2 separate regions of the Sus scrofa genome follow, and region 2 is linked to region 1. A link is a contact called in public HiChIP or PLAC-seq data. All regions are on one chromosome and are shown on one strand. Each heading gives the region's core, a stretch centred on a gene start, on an enhancer-like site or on the middle of the called end of the contact. The rest is flanking DNA. Distances are from core to core; before and after follow the strand shown.

What was found. HiChIP or PLAC-seq counts read pairs in DNA pulled down with a chosen protein or histone mark.
Region 2: an H3K27ac HiChIP or PLAC-seq map of alveolar macrophages shows a contact between it and region 1. The contact joins the enhancer-like site here to the promoter of CD80 in region 1. A contact is called at or near these places in 2 of 5 promoter capture datasets (fetal liver and liver), 16 of 47 Hi-C or Micro-C datasets (alveolar macrophages, blood, embryonic fibroblasts and 8 more) and 2 of 2 datasets of contacts at active chromatin or transcription factors (alveolar macrophages and skeletal muscle).

Annotation. Positions count from the first base shown.
Region 1 is chr13:140,692,179-140,694,949 of Sscrofa11.1, forward strand. It overlaps CD80 (CD80 molecule), which reads left to right and starts at 1,255. Exons shown (of 7, transcript NM_214087.1): 1 at 1,255-1,352; 2 at 2,411-2,716. The coding sequence starts at 2,632.
Region 2 is chr13:140,730,570-140,733,269 of Sscrofa11.1, forward strand. TIMMDC1 (complex I assembly factor TIMMDC1, mitochondrial) reads right to left here. Exons shown (of 8, transcript XM_021070323.1): 8 at 1-676. The coding sequence ends at 532. It also overlaps the pseudogene LOC100525430. Among named protein-coding and RNA genes, the nearest start is that of TIMMDC1, 27 kb to the right of the region's middle. Within about 2 kb of position 1,327, at least 10 of the 83 cell types and tissues checked have an H3K27ac peak or open chromatin away from gene starts, as enhancers often do. A contact at or near this core is called in alveolar macrophages and fetal liver, where this site is marked.

The DNA of each region.
Region 1 (2,771 bases), core at 5-2,504:
TCAATATTTCAGACATTTCTATACCATATTTGCAATGTTTACCCCATTGATAGATCATGTCTATTTTTCTTCTAAATTGACTCACCTTTCTATTTCTGCATTTATTTTAGATGAGAAACTATTATGTCTCTACCTTCTGAGGTATCCCTCCTATCTTTGCCTAGATTATCCAGAAAGCAAAGCTAGAAGCAAAGGCCTAGATTATTGGGAACGTGAGTCTAGGGGTGTAGGACGGGGGATTGAAATGGTGGAGGAAGGAAAGCCAATACAAGAGTGACATACCACGTTGGCCTCTGCTGCAGACAAGTGGTATTCATTCCCACTCGACCTTCTGCAAAGCCTCATGGAATGTCTCTCACAACTCTCCACCTGGGTGACAAAAGGGGAAAACAGTTATCCATCATGGTCAAGAGTATCTCCATGGGCTTTAAGTCCCCCATATTTCCAAGTTATACCTGCTTGAGTGTAGGATTTCCAAGGGGATCTCATGCTAAGGCAGCAGAGAAGCCCCAGGGCCAGCAGCAAACTGAAAGATGCAGGCCCAGACAAGGTTTCCACCATTGCAAGAGAGATCCACTGGAGCAGCAAGTGTTGCCCACTGACCCATGAAGTACTCCAGAATTCATAGGAGCAGAAGGCTGGCTGGAAATTGTGGAGGAAGACTGAAATATTCCTCATACCACCCCTTGGTTCTGTCACTGTGCCCACCAGAGGGTTTGCTCCACTGGGGTGGGGTGACTGGGGTATGCTGTCCAACAGGGCTGCCAGGAGTCCACTCTGTGAAGGTGGTGGTGGGAGAGTGTAGGTAAGGGTGGCCTTGTGAGCTGAGCACTGTCCCCAAAGTGCCCACTACACATGAGATGGAGGGCCCCTCCTGCAGTGGCATGACTGTAACTAGGGAGGGGTTATTCTGGGTGCTAAAACAAAACTTCAGACCAGCACAGAAACAGCCAGCCCATGCCACCAAAGTTGACGGGCCGGGCCCTCCCACTGGGGTACATTTTTACCGCCTCTCCTAGGCCCCCCAGACCCTCTTCCCTTAAGAGGGAGGGCTGAGGGAGGGCTGCTGTGTGATTTGAGGTAACTGACAAAAGAGGCCAGCAGAGGGAGACTCCTCAAATTGCACACAGCACTCTGCTCATCCCCTGGTTTAAGTTATTTCTGAGCGTTAGTGTTCTTCATCAAGTAAAAGGAAGTTGGAAGGGGAAATGCCACCTCTGTGAAATATCACCCAAAGAAAAGCTGAGTAACTTGCCATTATTTTGGAGACAGCAAGGAAAGAACATCTCAGAAGTGGGGCCTCATCTTTCTAGTTTTAAGACGAGAGAAAAGGAGGAATTATTCTTCAGCAAGTAAGTACATTTACTATTATCTGAATATGGGATAGCTTGGTAGAACAAGTTAGCAACAATTTGACTGCTTTTTAAACAAACATACTATCACTCTTACCTTCCCCCCAAAGGGTCTTCCGGGGGTTTGTTATTCCAAAATTCATAGACAATCATCATTGGAGTTATGACTCATTATTTAAAATTTTCTAGATGGTAGCAAATATTAATTTTGTAGGCTGAATTTTGAGTTTTCCAAACCAGTAAAATTCTGGTGAATCAGTGAATTCAAGCTAATCCTGATTAGAATGCCATGTGGCTGATAGAACAAGCCAGTGTGGCTGGAAAACTTGCTCTGGGGTGGTTCCCAAAGAGCAGTAGCAAACATCTTCTGGGTAGCATTGCATTCCATCTGTGGTGGCAATCTGAGAGGATCACATTGGAGCACAGCTTTTATTTTTATTTCTGAAGTTTCATCTGTTTACCGAAAATAAAACAAAACAAACAGCTTTCTTACCTTATAGTACGTAATATAAATAAGCAGTTTTCAGTATTTTTCTCTTCCCTTTTTACCGAAGCTTCTCTGTTGATTGAGATCCTCTGCCCCTTTAAGACATATTCTTTGTGTAGAAGCATTTGAAAACAGAGATACTTGTATTTCTATGTCAATATATTAAGAAAGAAGTAGTTTCATGACTTAAGCACTGCCTTAGACAAAAATACACCCTCGTTGGTGCTCTGTGTTTCTCAGTTCTGAAGAGGGTCCGAGCTTTCATGGGTTGACTTGCTGATATCTAGGGCCCTTACAGTTCTCCGTGTTTCTGACAGTCTTCATCATCCCATCCAGCGGTGGGAGAGCTGTGGTTCTTGGAACACGAACAAGGCAGCGTCACTTCCCCAGAATTCCCACCAACTTTTGCTTCCCACGCACCCCCTGCCCCAAGATTGTGCTCTGATTTAGAGGTTGCACAGATTCAGATCCCTGACTCATTGCAGGCAGGCAACTAAGAAGTTTTACAACACATGGTAGGCCAACCTTCCTTCTAGGTGACTTCTATTTTTTTTTTTTTTTTCCTTTTTAGGTTGTGAAAATAAATCTACAATCTTTTATAATCAAGAGTTCAGACACCCAGATACACCATCCTCCCTCTCCCTGGTGTGTTTTTGCAACCATCACGGAAGAACCCTCGGTGTGTGGCAATTGAATCATCTTCTGCCCCTGCCTGGTATAAGCTGTGAGGTGCCCTGTCTCATTTGGCTTGAAATTGGTTACTTCTGTTTTCATCCTCATCAAGCAGAAGCCATGTGCCACACACTGAAGTGGGGAACACCATTACCCAAGCTCTTTCAGCTCTTGGTGCTGGTTGGTCTTTTTGACTTCTGTTCAGGTAAGTGACTTCCAGGAACTTGAGTGAATCCACTGCTTCAGGGTTTAGAGAAAGG
Region 2 (2,700 bases), core at 77-2,576, 38 kb after region 1:
GCCGCCAGCCTACGCCAGAGCCACAGCAACGCAGGATCCGAGCCGCGTCTGCAACCTACACCACAGCTCACGGCAACGCCGGATCCCTAACCCACTGAGCAAGGGCAGGGACCGAACCCGCAACCTCATGGTTCCTAGTCGGATTCGTTAACCTCTGCGCCACGACAGGAACTCCTTACCTAGTTCTTTTCTCCCCTCTTCCTAGTGATCCCTACAGTAACCTACAAATGTCAATTTTTAATCTGTAGAATTCAATTTTAATCTCTAGGGAAATTCTAAATTTACTGTTGTAGTATTGAGGGAAAAGAAATTTAAATTGATCAATCAATATAGATACACGTATGTGTTTAAATTTATGGATGAGTAAACTAAGAATAGCCCAATTCTTGCTTGTTTTTTTTAAAAGATAAGTCACTGCCACTACAGATGCCAGTGCTTACATTTGTCAGCAGCCCAACCAACCACCATTCAATGGACATGGTAACACATAGCTCCCTTCAACTCTCCAGTGAGTCCAGAGCATTTTCAATCCTAGTCTTGTTTATTTGTTGATGAAGGGTTTCTAGGAAGATTCAGCAGTGTTTCAATTTTCATAGCATCATCCTTGGATTGATTTTTCTGTAAACTGCTTTCAATTTCTTCAGGGAGGAGCTCAGTAAATTGTAGTCTGGCTTTCCTGTAATCAAAGAATAAGAATATATCAAATATTGTTCCTTTTTTTTGGTTCTTAGACTTTTTTTATTTTTTATTATTATTATTATTTTTTTTGGTCTTTTTGCTATTTCTTTGGGCCGCTCCTGCGGTATATGGAGGTTCCCAGGCTAGGGGTCGAATCAAAGCTGTAGCCACTGGCCTAGCCAGAGCCACAGCAACGCGGTATCCAAGCCGAGTCTGCAACCTACACCACAGCTCACGGCAACGCCGGATCGTTAACCCACTGAGCAAGGGCAGGGAGCGAACCCGCAACCTCATGGTTCCTAGTCAGATTCGTTAACCACTGTGCCACGACGGGAACTCCTCTTAGACTTTTTTTAAAAGATAGTATTGTGTCTTACTCTCCCTTACAACTCCTGAGCAAACACTGACCCTTGCATTTCAAATACAATGACTTTCTTCTCTCTCCTAACCTGTTCCACTTATAAGCCGAGTAGAATTCTCTCATTACCAAAACGGACATTGCTGGAGCAGAAGCTCTGATTCTTAAGATACGCCAGAATTTTTGCAGGGGTGGCACGCAGTTGCTGAAAACCCTGGGCTAAGATGTGAGCTTTGAAACTAGACTGTCCTCTTGCCCTCTGGACCCAGGAAGGATGTAAAACCCCCATCACTCTGTTAAACTCTGTTGACAGACCTTGTAGGACAGGGACGAAGGTTATATAACACTGGTAACCTCAGTACAGAAAAGTCAGATAAGACAACACTGAGATGTATATTTTCTAGGAGTTAAAATATAATTTCCAAGTAACAGATGAGTTCTTTTCCAAATCAAGTATGTGTCCTCCTTTAAGTGATTGTCAGGGTCACCTCTGACTTTCTCACACCTCTTTATAACCAGATTTTACCAATTCTTCTTGCACACTTCTATAGCCAGTGTGCTATTTTCTCCTAAGGCAATTTTTTAGATTCTCACTTTGATTTTTCTATACCGTAGTTATTTTCAAGCAAAGAAGCAGACATATAAAAGGTTATTAACTCTCCTCAGAAATACAATATATATGGGGTTCTGTCCACAGTGCCAGGAGCAACCAGCTTCTGGATGCTCCCCTGCCAGCTGCTGTGGGATGGGCTGTGTGCTTGGTACCTGGCTCCCACCCCCTGAAGCACCCTTGGGGGTTGGAGACAGAAGAGCTGGAGGGCGAGGAGGCTGCGGCCGCTGGGAGGATGGGGGCTAACCAATTAGTCGTGCTCAACGTGTAGACTCGTACTGGATGAATGAACACACCTCATCCATCGGAATTGGAGTTTTTCATTCAGAAATTGAAATATGTGGCAGAGAATTTGCTTATTCCCCTTTTCTGGAATATTTGAAATTCCCCCCAGGACATGCTTCTGAACTAGGAGAAGCATTTAAATTTAAATAAGCTGTTGTTTGGGGGAGCAATAACTTCCTAGAAGATGATATAGAAAAAATTGTAGAAGAATTGGGAAAAGAATACAAAGGCAATGACTATCATTTGATGCATAAAAATGCAATCATTTTTCTTCGGCTTTATCAGTGATTCTTTGTGGGAAAGAGATTCCTCGCTGGATCAATCCACTCGCCTACTTCAGCTCCTGCATACCCTTTCTCCAGAGATGCCTCCCAAAGGAGTGGCTCACTCCCGCAGTCCTGCAGTCTAGAGTCAGCAAGGAGCTCCAGGGAGAACTGGAGGAGGTAGAGGATACAGCAGCCTCCACCTCCATGGGTAGCACTGCAGCAGGCTCCAGGCCCGGGCACCACATCAAACTCTAAATGTCTCCAAAGTCACATGTTCAGAACTGTCCCTGGCAGTTGAATATCATTAGAGAAAAAGTCAGTGAATAAATGCCCTTTGGATATTTTATATGCAAAGATGGCTTTCCCCCAAATCCCAGTTTTTCAGCTCAGGATTATACTTGAAAAAAAAAAATCACTTGGTGCAGAATTCTGTATGAAGCTGCCCTCTGCTTTTTTTATCTACTTGTAAACCTGGATTTCCTTCTGTTTTATGTAAGCTCTGC